Regions from separate parts of the Anas platyrhynchos genome. Here region 1 is linked to region 2. Evidence: chromatin contacts called from public Hi-C data. All regions are on one chromosome and are shown on one strand. The core of a region is the stretch at or near the end of the contact, and the rest is flanking DNA. Distances in the headings are between cores, read along the strand shown.

The links. A called contact is a pair of places that touch in the nucleus more often than the background predicts.
Region 1: a contact with region 2 is called in a Hi-C map of F5 follicle, with 4 times the contacts expected there. The contact joins two enhancer-like sites. A contact is called at or near these places in 2 of 8 Hi-C or Micro-C datasets (F1 follicle and F5 follicle).

Annotation. Positions count from the first base shown.
Region 1 is chr13:7,285,416-7,292,184 of IASCAAS_PekinDuck_T2T, reverse strand. It overlaps PRICKLE2 (prickle planar cell polarity protein 2), which reads right to left. Exons shown (of 9, transcript XM_027467495.3): 8 at 5,471-6,325. The region is part of intron 1 of LOC140003544 (a long non-coding RNA gene); the gene reads left to right. Among named protein-coding and RNA genes, the nearest start is that of PSMD6, 28 kb to the left of the region's middle. Within about 2 kb of position 1,749, at least 4 of the 8 cell types and tissues checked have an H3K27ac peak or open chromatin away from gene starts, as enhancers often do. A contact at or near this core is called in F1 follicle and F5 follicle, where this site is marked.
Region 2 is chr13:7,206,921-7,213,401 of IASCAAS_PekinDuck_T2T, reverse strand. All of the region lies in intron 2 of PRICKLE2 (prickle planar cell polarity protein 2), which reads right to left. Among named protein-coding and RNA genes, the nearest start is that of PRICKLE2, 9.7 kb to the right of the region's middle. Within about 2 kb of position 3,826, at least 7 of the 8 cell types and tissues checked have an H3K27ac peak or open chromatin away from gene starts, as enhancers often do. A contact at or near this core is called in F1 follicle and F5 follicle, where this site is marked.

The sequences.
Region 1 (6,769 bases), core at 500-2,999, 81 kb before region 2:
ATCAGGGGCTTCTCCCCACCACCCATCACACCCCAAAGCTGCTGCTCCTGCTTTGCTGATGCCGACCACGGCCAGCCCAGGGGCTGTGGCAGGAGGCGATGTGCCCGGCTGTGAGCACAGTGCCGCTGGCGTGCCCGTCCCTGCAGCTCGCGCCCGTGGGCACAGCAAGCTCTCATCCTGCTGCTGCCCGCCGCTGCGTGGGGCTGCCAGGCTCAATATTTCACGCCGAAGCCATGGAAACGCACGCGTTTGGGATGAACACAAGCGAAAGCTGTAGCTCGTCTGCGGGCATGCGATTTAAAGCTCGGGCTGGCTACGGCTCTGGGAACACAGAGCGGGTTTCTGTTTAACATTAGGGTTTGCTCGGAACACGCTGTACAATCCCCGCCCCGACTGCAAAGGTTGCCCCTGTCCGATCGGGTGCTTCCAAGGAAAATACAACAATGGAAGAAGCAAACCAGCAGCACCAAGTCCAAAGAGCTGATGTTGCTTGTACGCATCACCTCCAAAACCTCGCCACAACAAAGCACCGCAACACGCTCACGTCTCCCTTGGCTGCATTATGGGCTTTGCTAAACCAGGGCTGCATTAATTATGGATTATTAAAACACCAAGCAAATGACAGCGGAGGGGCTACGGCGAGCACGTAGGCTTGGTGTGAGGCTGGAAACGAGGCACCCAGGAGGGGAGGCAGCTCCCGGGCCACGTTACGCTGAGCTCCCCGCAAAGCTTGGCTCATGCAGGGCGGCACGGCCACAGCCAACAGCCCGTGCAGAGACAGCATCGTCTGTCCCTGCGTGGGGAGAATGCAAAATTTGTGATATTGCAAACAAACAGGGCTCTCCTTGCCTGTACATTTACCAGGGTGCAGGCATTTACCCGCACATCACAGTCCTCAGCGCCCCAGCCTCATTGAGGTGCCTGCACCAAAACCCTGCGCCCGGACAGGAGAGGTGCTGTGTGACAGGGACACGGCCACGCAGGAGGGGATGGCGTGGCACACCTCGTTCCCCCATATCACAGCCCTGTCTCTCCCCTAACAGCAGGCAGGCACGTCCTCCCTGCCCCTGCAACAGGATTTATTTTAAGTTCAACCCCCAGCACTAAAAAGGGACTTAAGGAGAAACAGCCTTCCTGGGGATTTGTTTCTAACTCAGCCTCGCTGCGCTTCTGACCGGCCTTGGGGTGGTGCAGAAATAAAGCAGAGCCCTGATAGAACTGGAAGTCACGCAAAGTAAACAGGGCTGCGAGGGAAAGGCCAGGAGCCCTGCAATTTGGGGGGAACCACAGCGCTTGCCAAACACATCACGGTCCCAAGGAAATCTTCCCATGTTGGGCACATCCCTCCCCAGCTGAGCAGGGGGAGAAGCACCCAAGGGATGCACCGGGGGAGCTCTGATATCCCCCTGGCACTGGGGGCACAGGGATGGGGACCAGCCCCCAGCCCCTGCTCGCCACAAGGACCATCTCCACCATCCCCAACAGCGTGGGGGACGAGACATTTGCTGCCAGGAGCAGCATGGGCAGGAGCTGCTCCCAAGCTCTCAGTGCAGGAGATGCTGGGTCATTGAAATTATTTTGGGAAAACATCCCCCAGCCCTGGGAAACACCTTTTTTTTTTTTTTTTTTTCCCCCTGCTTTCAGCCTCTCTGCACAGGGGTTGGAGACAGGCTGTGCCAGCAGGGAGTGCAGCGCAGCCTTGCAGGGACCAGGGCTGGCACACACACATGCAGGCATTTTCTCTCCCCACTTTCTGCCTGTATCACAGTTGTTGTTTAGTCCTGGAAAGAAAAAAAAAAACCAAAAACTAACAAGCTGTTTGGGGCCTTCGAGCATCTCGTAACAGAGGAGGTACCAGGAATGTGTGCCATACACGTGCAGTCACACTGCACCCTGTACCAGCACCAGTTACATTTTTTTTTTTTCTGGATTTATGCCTGTGACAGATGAGGGGAGGAAATGAAGCTCGGCTGTTACCCTCACCCAAACACGTTTTCTCAAGAAATACATCAAATCCCTTTCTCCTTTTGCACAGAGCAGCGTCACCGTTCAGCACAGCTCCCCGCCGCAGCACTCGTGCTCTGCACGCAGCTCGGCTGTCACCGCAGAAAAACATTCAGCCCGCAGGTACTTGCTTAAGGGGGCTATTTGACCAGGTGGCATTGTGTGGAAATGACTGCTGGGGATCAGCAGAGATCAGCTCTTGATTTCTGATTCAGCTGCTAGGCACGCACAGCACTTGCAAAACCTTTTTAGAGGGCGATGCAAGCACCCCACAACTCTGGGCACACCTTGAACACTGGGGTTGGTGCTGTAGCAGACTGAGCAACTTTTGGGAAAAAAATATAAAGGGTAATATAAAATACAGCAAAAATGAACTTGGAGAATGTGCTGAGAAATGCTTTCAGATCTCAGCTGAACATCCCGGAGCAGGCGCTGGCCCCAAATCTCACTGGAAAACCCCCGTGTCCCTCGCTGCCTCTCCCCCAGCGCTGCCTCTGCTGGCACCTGGGCTGGGGCAGGACCCGGCCGCCCAGAAGGGGCCGTTCAGAGCCTGTTGTAGCCTTCGGCTGAGAGCTGAGAAGGGATTTCCAAACTACAGCATGGGAGGATGGATGAGATGAGCCCCAGCAGCAGGAAACTCTCCCCTTTGCCAGTGTCCAAATCCCGTTGGCGTTCACGGGGATTACACAAGCACAAGCAGAGGCCAGCAGAGATGCTGCCGGCTAACTCCAACCCAGAAACAAAGCCCGGGGAGGGCTGTGCTACCTCCGACACTCGGGCACCTAACGGGAGCCTGCTGAGGCACCACAGCGTGGCCACAGAGCACAATGGAGCAATTCATGGGTGAGTGCTCGGGAGCACAGGATGACCGTGGCGCCGCACATCCCAGCTAAGCCATTCGGGATCTGCTTTAGGGCGACTAAATGGTGTCTGGTTGGTAAGAGGCTCCCCAGGACTTCATTTCACTCCTGTCCAGAGGACAGGAACCACCATCAGACACCCGGTTTGTTACCCACCCCTACTGACATCTCCAGCTAATTATTAGTTAAGTCATAATAGAAACATCACAGCAAGAGCTGCTGCCAGGGAGGAACCAGTCAGCTTTTAATACACACTCTGCAGGTCAGGGACTGTTTGCTCCCCATAAAAAAGAGCGTTTCCAACCATGCCATAAAATATTAGATGGATTCAGCGCTAATTATTTCATTTTATAAGGTGGAGCAATGTGCAGAGTTAGGAACTCAAAGGGAGCTCAGAGCTGGGCAGGAGAGAAGCTGCCTGCAGAGGCTGGGGCGTGCTTCACAAGGGTCTGCAAACCCGAGGAGATACCGTCAGCCCCTGCCTGCCTTCTGAACATAATTTACAAGATGTGCATAGGGAAAAGCATAGTGTGGAACAAGCGGCACCGCAGCCTGGTTTGCTTTTGTATGGTGTTTGCCATGGAGCTCGCTCTGAGGGGACAAGGAAAGGCAGTGGCTGTGCCCTCTTGCAGAATTTAGGCTTTGCACCTGGCTTCAAAATCCCACGCTCCCACAGACCTTGGCCAGGTCACCAAGGCTGTCCTCAAAACGCTGCCAACCAAGTGGGATAATTCTGGCTCTGTCCCCGATGCTCCCCGCCAGCGAGCACAGCCCTGGGGAGCTGCGGTTATTAGCACAGTGCCCCTGAGCCCGAGCTGAGCCAGGTCCCAGAGCAATGACAATTACTAGATCTTACACATTAATAAAAACGTTATCACCTCCCTCTTCAGAGGTACCGCTCGCATTCGTTACAAGCCTCATCATGCTGAGCAACTCCTCCGAAAAGCAGGAGAGAAGGAAGCAGTTTGCACTGCACAGAAACCTACTACAACCACACGACGAGGATGCCTCCGGAAGATCTCTCCTCCAGGATTCCCAAACAAAATACAGAACGAGTTTTCACTTTAATATGAAAGATTTGCTACGTTGCTCACCCCTTGACTTGTACCTCAGAAAACTTGCTACACTTCGGCTCCACAGCAGGAAGCAGTCGCTTCAGTGTTCAGACGTTGCTCACTGGAACTGGGTGTTGCTCAAGACTATTTGTACCGGCAGGGTTTACACAATATGAGTTTTCAGGAACAGGAGCAACTTCTGAAATACGGGGCTTTGTTTAGGAGGGCAATTCCCAGCTCCCTCTCCATTTCACATCTTATTTTCTTTTTTTTTTTTTTTTCTGAGGCTGTTTGAGCAAAGCCCTCTCCAGCTCGTCAGCCTCTCCTCTCCCCCCATGCTCTTAATGTTTGCTGTTTAGGGGGATCCTGGCTCATTTCACATCTTGCCACGGGGCTGGCAATTTCCCTAAACAAACACACCGAAAGCTATGAATAGGGCAAGGGTGTACCCAAAGCAAACCTGCCCATCAAAGCTGGGGGAACACCGGCCCCAGGTTCACCAGCACGGGCTCCCCAGGGCTAGTGATGCTCCCTGGGGGGGAACCCCTCAGGACCAGGCTCCTCCAGGCTGCTCACGGGTGGGGGACAGTGAGGGAAGGACTCGATTTTGTAGGGGCAGGAGCAGGATGAGCCTGGCTCCAAACAATGCTTGGCTGGAACGGAAACACGCTGGGGAATGGTGAAGAAGGAGCAAGCCAGCATCTCTGGCAAGGAAACCAGGCTTGGTATTTTCTTTTCTGAGAAGTTTGCTGCTTAGAGAGTCCGAAGCAAACGCCAGCTGTGTCCGGTTTGGGATTGGGATGTACTGGGGAGAAAAGAGCTCGACACTCATGCGAGATGGGAAAAGCATCTCGCCTGGCTTTTTCCTGCAGTCGCAACAGCATTGGAAGAGGAGAAAGAGAGCTCCATAGAAATGAGAAGGAATTTGTCTTAACTAGCCGCGAGCTTGATGGCTGCCTAACAAGCAAAAGGGGTTGCAAAACTGGGCCTGTTTCAAAGCATTTAAAAATATTTTTAGCCCACAACGGCAGCTGACAGCAGTCCTCAAAGCGCTGAATGCTAGGATCTGTCTCTGCTTTAGCAGTTGGCCTTGATTTTTCCTCCCTCTGCACAAAAGGGAGGATTAAAGAGCTTGCAAACATTTGTTTTGAGCTATGCAGAAGGGCCAACCAGCTATAAAGAGCTGCATTTGCTAAACAAGCAGACCAAGTGAGACGGGGCTGCCATGCACACTGGGAGTCGGGCAGGAGGCCGGTGGCCCCCCGTGATGTCCCCAGGCTGCCACCCACACCAGTGCCAGCACGTCTGGTGGCTGAGAGCAACGGGAGAGGGACGGGAACACTTGCACCCCACATTAATTACAACAACAAGCTATAACGAGCCCAGCTGATGGGCTGTGCCCACCCCCATGTGTCTGAGCACAGGGTGAGCAAGCACTTTGCAGGTCCCCAGGTCTGGTTTAGGGGAAGGAGATATGGAAGACACCCGCCGTGGTGACCCAGCACATGGGTCCCATCACACAGAGGGGGACAGGAGCCCGGGGTGACGTACCTGTGGCATTTGAAAGCGCCAGGGACTCCATGGAGCCGCGGGGAGTCTGCTCGGTGGGTGTCAGGTCCTCCGTGAACTTGAGGGCGTTGATGGGATGCCGGGTGCGGCACTGCGGCGTCGGCATCCCGCCTTCCTCCTCCTCTTCGTACTTGGGGACTTTGAGGCTTCCTCTGGTCTCGGGGAAGCTCTGGTTGGACATGTCGCTGTAGCTCTCCTGCGAGCGAAGCCGCCCCGAGTAGTAGTCCTCTCTGCAGTCCTGGATGAAGCTGCCGCCGTGCCCCTTCATCGCCAGCGAGGAGCTCCTCTTGGGGTTGCTGAAGTGCTTCCCCCATAGATCTGGCTGAGAGCCCGGGACCTGGCCGGGGTTGTAGGAAGTCCTGATATTGCATTGGCTGAGAAGCTGCAGCGGGCTTTGGGACTGCCCCTGCTCCATTTTACTCCCGTAGTGGTAGAGCTCGTCCCTGCTCCGCCACACGTGCTCCCTGTTGAGGCTGGGCGTCTGGCTGGCCAGGCTCAGCAAGTCCATCTGCAGCGAGAGCGGGTCCACGTCGGCGGAGAGGCGGCTGGAGGTGACCTGCAGCTGGCTCAGCGCGCCCTCCTCCGCCTTCCCCTTGTTCTTGCCGATCTTGGCGCTGCGGCGGGACTCCTTGGCCCGGGCGCTCTGGAAGGCCGAGTCGGAGGAGTCGGAGCCGTTGGGGTCGTCGCCGACGCTGCAGGCCCTGGAGCAGAAGATCTGCCCCTGCTTGGGCAGGAAGGGCCGGCCCAGGAGGGATTTCTTGCACTGCGCGCAGCAGAAGCAGGTCTCGGTGGCGTGCCAGTGCTGGCCGTCGTACGTCATCTGGCCCTGGTCGATACCTTGGGGGGAACCAGACAAAAAGTCAGCCCTGTGCCCGTCCCAAGGCTGGGTGTGCTCACACGGCACTCAGGCAAACCGAGTGGCCCTCCTGTGCCAGCAGCACCTCTACCCGTGCTTGCTCTCACAAACCCTTTGGAGGGGTTTCTGCAGCGTGTGAAGTTACGCCCGTTCCTAATTCTTTGCAGGTTGCAGGCCTCTGCTAGGGACTTACTCGGTGCTGGGAAAGGCAGCGGAGCCGAGCCTCAAGCCATTTCACATTAAACGGGGATATTTCCGATCATAAAGCATAGGAATGCGAGCTCTCCATAAAGTCCTTGAAGCCAAAGCAATAATACGCTGCCTATTTAAAAAAACAAAAAGCCTCCAACCGAACCATAAAGAGGGATCTGTGCTGCCTCGGTAAGTGCCTAACAGAACAGATCCCATCCCTGCCCCTCGCTGCT
Region 2 (6,481 bases), core at 2,577-5,076:
TATTTAAGCAGTTTCATTTCTATTGACATTGGCTAAGGTGAGCCCTACGGCTCGAAGGTCTCTCGCACGACGCTGGGCTGCCCACGAGCACAGCCGTTCCGACTGCGCGCTGCCAAATCTGCTCCGACGACGAAAAGCTCCTGCAAAACACGCCGCAACCCTCATTTCTCAGCAAACTGGCTGCCCGAAGCCCTCGGGGTGCCCAGCAGGGTGCTTCACAGCATGGTCAGGCCTGGATAATGACACGTAAAACCTGCAAGGTGGGAAAAGCCAAGCGGCATGGGCAGAAATGTGCAGCAAACCGAGCTCTCGTGTGCCTGGCTCCGTGTGTCTGCCCCCCAGCAGGGCACACACGGGGGTCCCACAGTGCTGGCCATGCTGTGGCACCCTGCTTCTGCTCTTTGTCCCAGCGCTAGGGCTGCGGGAGGTAATTCCCAGTGCTTCCCAGGGACATGCAACTGGTGGGACTGGACGTGCCAGGCTGATCACCCAGCTCCAAATCTTGAGATGTGGGAATTGCCCTAACGGGTCCAACCACCGTGTCCCAGAGCCCCACGGCAGCAAGACCTCCGGCAATGCTGCCTGTGGGCAATTATCTGAGCTCATCAACATCACCGTGCCTCTGCACCGGTGAGAAAGTGATCTCCAGCACGCAGGGCAGCCTGTACCCTGGAATTTGTCATGCACATCGTGCCTTTGCTGCACCGAGGTCTTGCAAAATAACAACACAAGGGTGAAAACTGTGTGCAACAACCCCTCCAAGATCCTGCTGCAGCCCTCTGACAGGGTCTGCTGCCCTCCCGGATAGCAGGGTCTATTGAAAAATCCTTGCTACTGTAATCTTAGATTACTCCATGACATCCAAATCTTAATTAGCACCTGTTATAAAGCCCCTGCAACATTTCCATGTGTCTCTGATCTTCACATTCCACAGACACCCAGCAGCAAAATCCACCTGGCTTTGTATTTTGCATAAAGCGGTTATCTTCAGCTGCATGCCCTTTCACTCTACTGGCTGTCAGGACCCCAAAATGCCCACACCCCTGGTGCAGTATGGAGATGCTTTGGGACATTTTGGGAAAGCCTCATGCACCAGCACCTCCCACCCCAACCGCTGGGACATCCAGCTCTGCCACCTTGTGCAGCCACGGAACTGCTACCCCCTCCATCCACCAAACACACTGCTTTAACCTTCCTTAAATCACTGAAAATCGCCATGGGGAGATGAAAACCATCTCAAGGACTTCTCCACCAGCTCCATGCTGTCAGGAGCGAGCTCACAGCACTGTGAGCTCCGCACCAACCCAGCACCAGGCTGAGCACCACTCAGCACAGAGTGCACTTCAACTTCAGCCACGACCACGACCACTTCAGTTTTATATTATGTGCTAGGATTATTTTTATATATATGCCACCCTATGCTTTTTTATATGCACATATATATGGGCAAACACACACAGAGTATTTAATTTCTGCAAAACATCGTGTGAGCCCCGTGGTTTTCTCCTTCAGGCAGATCAGTTTCCTCCTCCCAGCTCGACGATGCCGAGTGCCCTCTGCTGTACACGAAGACAAATGCCTCTTTGTTTAAAGAGATTAGTAGTGTTTAAAATAGGTATAACTTTACTTTGGACAAAATATTTATGAAAATTACGCGTGAGCACTTCCAGCGTGACACGCGGGGCTAATGCCACAAGACTTCTGCTGGCAGGCACCGAAAGGCTCGTGTCTCCTACAGGTTGCATCGGCAGAAAGTAAATAGTCTGCGCTCAACTGCGTGGTCTGCAGTTTGAAAATGTTTTATTTATACATTTGAAAATAGCGCAGGGAAATCAGAACAAACAATATAGCTTTATTATTCAGGCATTTATCAGATAGCCTTCACACCCCACTGAATCCCACACCTATTAGAGGTACAAGCTGGAACTATCAAATGGAAACGTGAGATCATTTTTCTTTTGTAAAACACCATTGTTCCTGCTACTGGAAGGAAAGATAATATTAAAACACATTCAAATATATGTATTCGAAACCTCTACATCTTGTAATAAATTATGCACTCGATATTAAAAATCTGAGCTACACCACACATACCTGGCTTAGGAATATTAACTTTTATCGCCTTCTCACTTCCCAGCCCTCCTCAAACCTGACATTTAAAGGGTCTGCACAACCAGCACATGGCCTTATTAAATCTGTTTTCAGATTTAATAAGGCACGGACGCGGATTCGTGATGAATGTTACCATTTGTTTGGCACAGGAGAAGGGAAAGCCGCTCAGCCTCGCCGCCCTCCACCTGCCTCTTCTTCACACGCCGGGTAGCCTTGAGCAAAAACTGACTCCTGCCGGGTTGTGGGGTTTGTAAAATCAGGAATTAAAGCTGCACAGCACCCAGAAATCCCGGTTACCTGCCTATGCTGGCGATGCCTTCTGCTGGGAACAGCCTGAGACTGAGGACAGCCCCGCGCACGGCCCTGCTGGGCCACCCGTGGGCGCAGCTCCCACCCTCGGGGCCCGCGGGCGCTCCCACGCAGCCGCCCCGTCCCGGCCGGCCCTACACGGCCGCACCAGCACAACGGGTTCCCGTGACTCACCCCAAACCCTCTCCATTCCCAACACTCGTGTTCGCTTCCCAGCTCACGTTTCCTAGAAGCAGCAGTGCCCCGAGACCAAGACTCCTCTTATAAGCGTGCCCGGATGAAGCCGATCAAGAATATATATATATTTTTCAATGAACTCATTTATCAATATTTTTCCCCAACCAAAAGTTGGTATTTTTTACAACTTTTCATCTTGCTAGCCTAAGTGATTCTCGTCCCAGTTTCCCTATCTTGGTTGGAGGCCAAGCATCGCTGGCTGAGCCAGAGGGAGAATAAAAGCATCTTTCTAAGACACTATAAAAAGGAAGAATCGGATCCTGGCAGCCCATTCACTATCCTGCCTTGGGTATTTAAGGATCAAACATGCATTTGTAAGCTGACAGAAGGTAAGAGGTGGCTTTGAGACTTCATGGCGTCTAAAGAACCCTCTGAAAACAGCTTTTCACTAGCCAGGCAGCACAAGAGAAAACGAGGAGCAGCAGCACATCCCCAGGGACAGCAGGGCTGCCGGCCACTGCCGCTGGCACACGGGCACGCCGCGCTCACGCTGCTGCTCCGCTTGCAAAGCAAACAGCTGAAGGCAAGGAAATGGGAACCACCCAGGACACTCTGGGGAGGTTTCCTATGGTTACTGCTGCCATGGAAATATTTTTTTGTTGTTGGCTCGATCTAAATAATATCTGGCTCCTCGGCTACAGCGCGCTTCTCGCGAGGTCAGCTTGACGCTTGGACAGCACGTAGGAGGGGAGCGCCTTACACAAAGTCCCTCGTGTGCCACGAGGGATGGACACAGTGCAACGAGAGCCACTGGCACCAGCACCCCAACACCAAGGGGTGACTGCAGGGAGCAGGATCCGTCCCCGAGCTGGCACAGCTGCCCGAAGCTTCACCCTGCTGGTGAGGCTTAGCCCCACCATCGGTCTCACACCCAAGTTGCTCCGGGTTTTCCTGCCTGGCTCCCCGAGGCCGATGGCTTGGTTTCAAGGAGAAGAGGAGGAGGAACCAAAATGGGGAGGGAGGGAGAAAGACATCTTTTACTAATTGCTCCCAGCTGTGGCCAAGCAGCTCCCATTTCGGCTGCCAGGAGCTGCAGCCGGCAGGGAGCAGGCGCGCCCGCTCTGCCTGCGCAGCAAAGGGCTCGGGAGCAGGAGGAACCCCTCGTGGGGACTCTCCTCCATCCGCAGGCTCTGCATAGGGATTTCAGTAATTATATTTATACACTCTCCTTATCAGCGAGAGCAGCCATTATGCCTTTTATCATCGCGGCAGCAGCATCTGCACAAGGGCAACTGATAGGGGATGAAATATTTGCTGCGATGGCTGAGTACAAAGTGCCTCCCTCCGCGCTAAGAATAATAATTGCAATACTTAGTGCTTGAAGTGTTAAGCCCTGCCATCAAGGCCCTTTGGAGAGCCACACACGGGGGAAGGAACAGCCTCTCCAGTGGCAGAAAGCAGCCTGAATTTTGTATGATCCTCTTGGACCAGCGCTGGCCTCAGCCCTATTTTGGTGAAGCTGAGCAAAGCTCTGGCTGTCGGCTGCCTCGGGGCTGTGCACACCCAGAGCCCAGGAGATAAAGGCTCTCTGCAACACCAGCCTTGCTCACGAGGTTTACCCCCAAATTAGTTTTCCTCACATCGGCCGATTCTGCTTAATGTTCCAAATTCCTCCAACATTAGATAGTGACCACAGAGCAGAAAGATGTGGCACACGCGGGGAAAGAGTCCCCAGCCTGGCCTTCCAGCCTAGGAGATTATTCATCGGAGAAAAAGTAAATATCCAAACGAGCGTCGTGAACGGCAAAACCATCTGCCAAAGAGCTGAGCTGATGCTATCTGCCGTCCTTAAGCTCGGTGATATACTTACAAGCCAGACAATGAAAATGCAATTGATTATTTGAAGAGTGACTCACTGGTGTAATAAGGATGGATTACTGAGGCGGAGGTGGGGGGGAGTGGAGAAAGTCTTTGAAAAAAAATAAAGGCCAGCAGATTGACTTTTTAAAGGCAAACAGAAAGGGAACAAAAACCAAGGGCAACTCTCGAAAGGGCTGAACAGCCCTCCACGGGGGAGAGCAACAAAGAGGAGGGCAGTGCTCTGCGGGCACCAGCCCCATAGCTGCAGCCTGAGCTGAGCATCTCGGTCACCAGCCCCCGTGCTCCCCGCCCAGGTCTTTCCCAATCGGTGGCCAGAGGTTTTTTTCTCTCTCACGACATGCGGCACTTGTGATAAAAGGCCTGTTGCAACCCCTCTATTAAAGGAGTAGGAGGCTTTCCTCCCTGCAAAACAGCCTGCTGGGCACGTGCCGCACGCCCTGTGTGGGTGATCGCAGCTGCACGTGGGGTCCCTCTGGTGCTCCCCACGCTGTGACCCTCAGCATGGGGAGCCAGGGACACATCCTGGGGGGAGAGCAGACAGGGCAGAGGCTGCAGCAGGGCAAAAAAGCACAGTAAGGGGATGGGGACCACTGGACCGAGTGACCATTCATCCCTCACCCCCCTCCTCCTTGCACCAGCCTGGCAGAGGCTTCAGTGAGCGATGTAAGGCATTAGCTCAGTATGGGGGGCTGCACGGGGACTGTGGGACCCTCCCCACCCAGCCGTGACAAGCTGTTAAATCAGCTCACCGCCTCCCACTAAATCACGCCCGACACAGCACCCGAATTCACAACCGCAGCCTCCAGCACTGACAGCTGTCTGCTTGGAGGAAATCCCTCGTGCAAGCCAATCTACCCTGCCCCTGCATTTTGCAAGGTCCGTCTCAGGCAATTTCATCCAGAAAGGCTCCGTGAGGGAAACGTGCTTGCTGGTGAAAATCAGCTCAGCTCCACGGCTGAGGGTTGGACCCAGGCACTGAGAAAGTGCTGGCTGCTGTGCTGCTGCCTTCAGGATGGCAAACACATTCACACTCGCACCAGGCAGGTAACATTGCACTCTTTGCATGCTGAGATGCAGCTCTACTCAGTTTTTCCAAAAACTCAATAAAAAACAAACAAACAAAATTCTATTACATGTATGGGTTTAGTCTAGGAATAAAATATCAGGTAAAATCAGAGCTCACTGTTTTTCCTCTCTGCCCCCTCACTCATCTGGTACATTCAACAGTCACCAAGAAAACAGAACAAACCCCAAAACCTAAACCCACATCAGATTATTCGTGGTTTTTCACCTCCTTTACAAAACTAGAATTGCAAAATGATGCTTCAAAACACACAGAAAACACGGGACTTTTTCTAGGAGAAACTCTGCTTTTCGGGCTTCATGGGGCCACCCGCAGCAACTCCAGTTACACCAGCTGCAGACTGGGGCTCTGTGTTGGGATGAAATTTAATCAAGAAGTGTCTCCAGCTCCTTTGAGCTGCTGCAATACAATCCTGAATGACTTGTAAAGGACTTCAAACATGCTCCTCGGGCTTGCCCGGAAACAAGTACGTACCTCACCTGCTCTTTTGTATGTCATGTACAAAAAAATTAAAGAATTTATTTTGGGCTTTTTGCCAGCCGCAAAACTGCCTCCAATATTGTAGTGCTCTTAAAATGGATATCGTGCCTCGCAGCCAACACAAACAGGATACCTTATCAGTCCCGGCTGTTTTAGGCGCTGTTTCAGCAGCGGGGCATGAAGATGTGAAAGGAACAGGCCAAAAAATCTCCTGGGAATCCCTAAACTTGACTGTTTGCTCAACATTTATGTAAAGAAAGGTTGTCCCAGGGTGGGTGAAGGTGGAAAACTCATGGAATCCTCACTCTCAAAAGCGTCCAAACTCATACCTCGATGCCAGGCTGCCCCTTGGCACGGTCCTTTGCAGCAGGACCACGTGGGCAGGATGCGGCCACTGCCCTGCAAGGCTCCCAGCCTCCATTTGGTGACCTCAGCGGG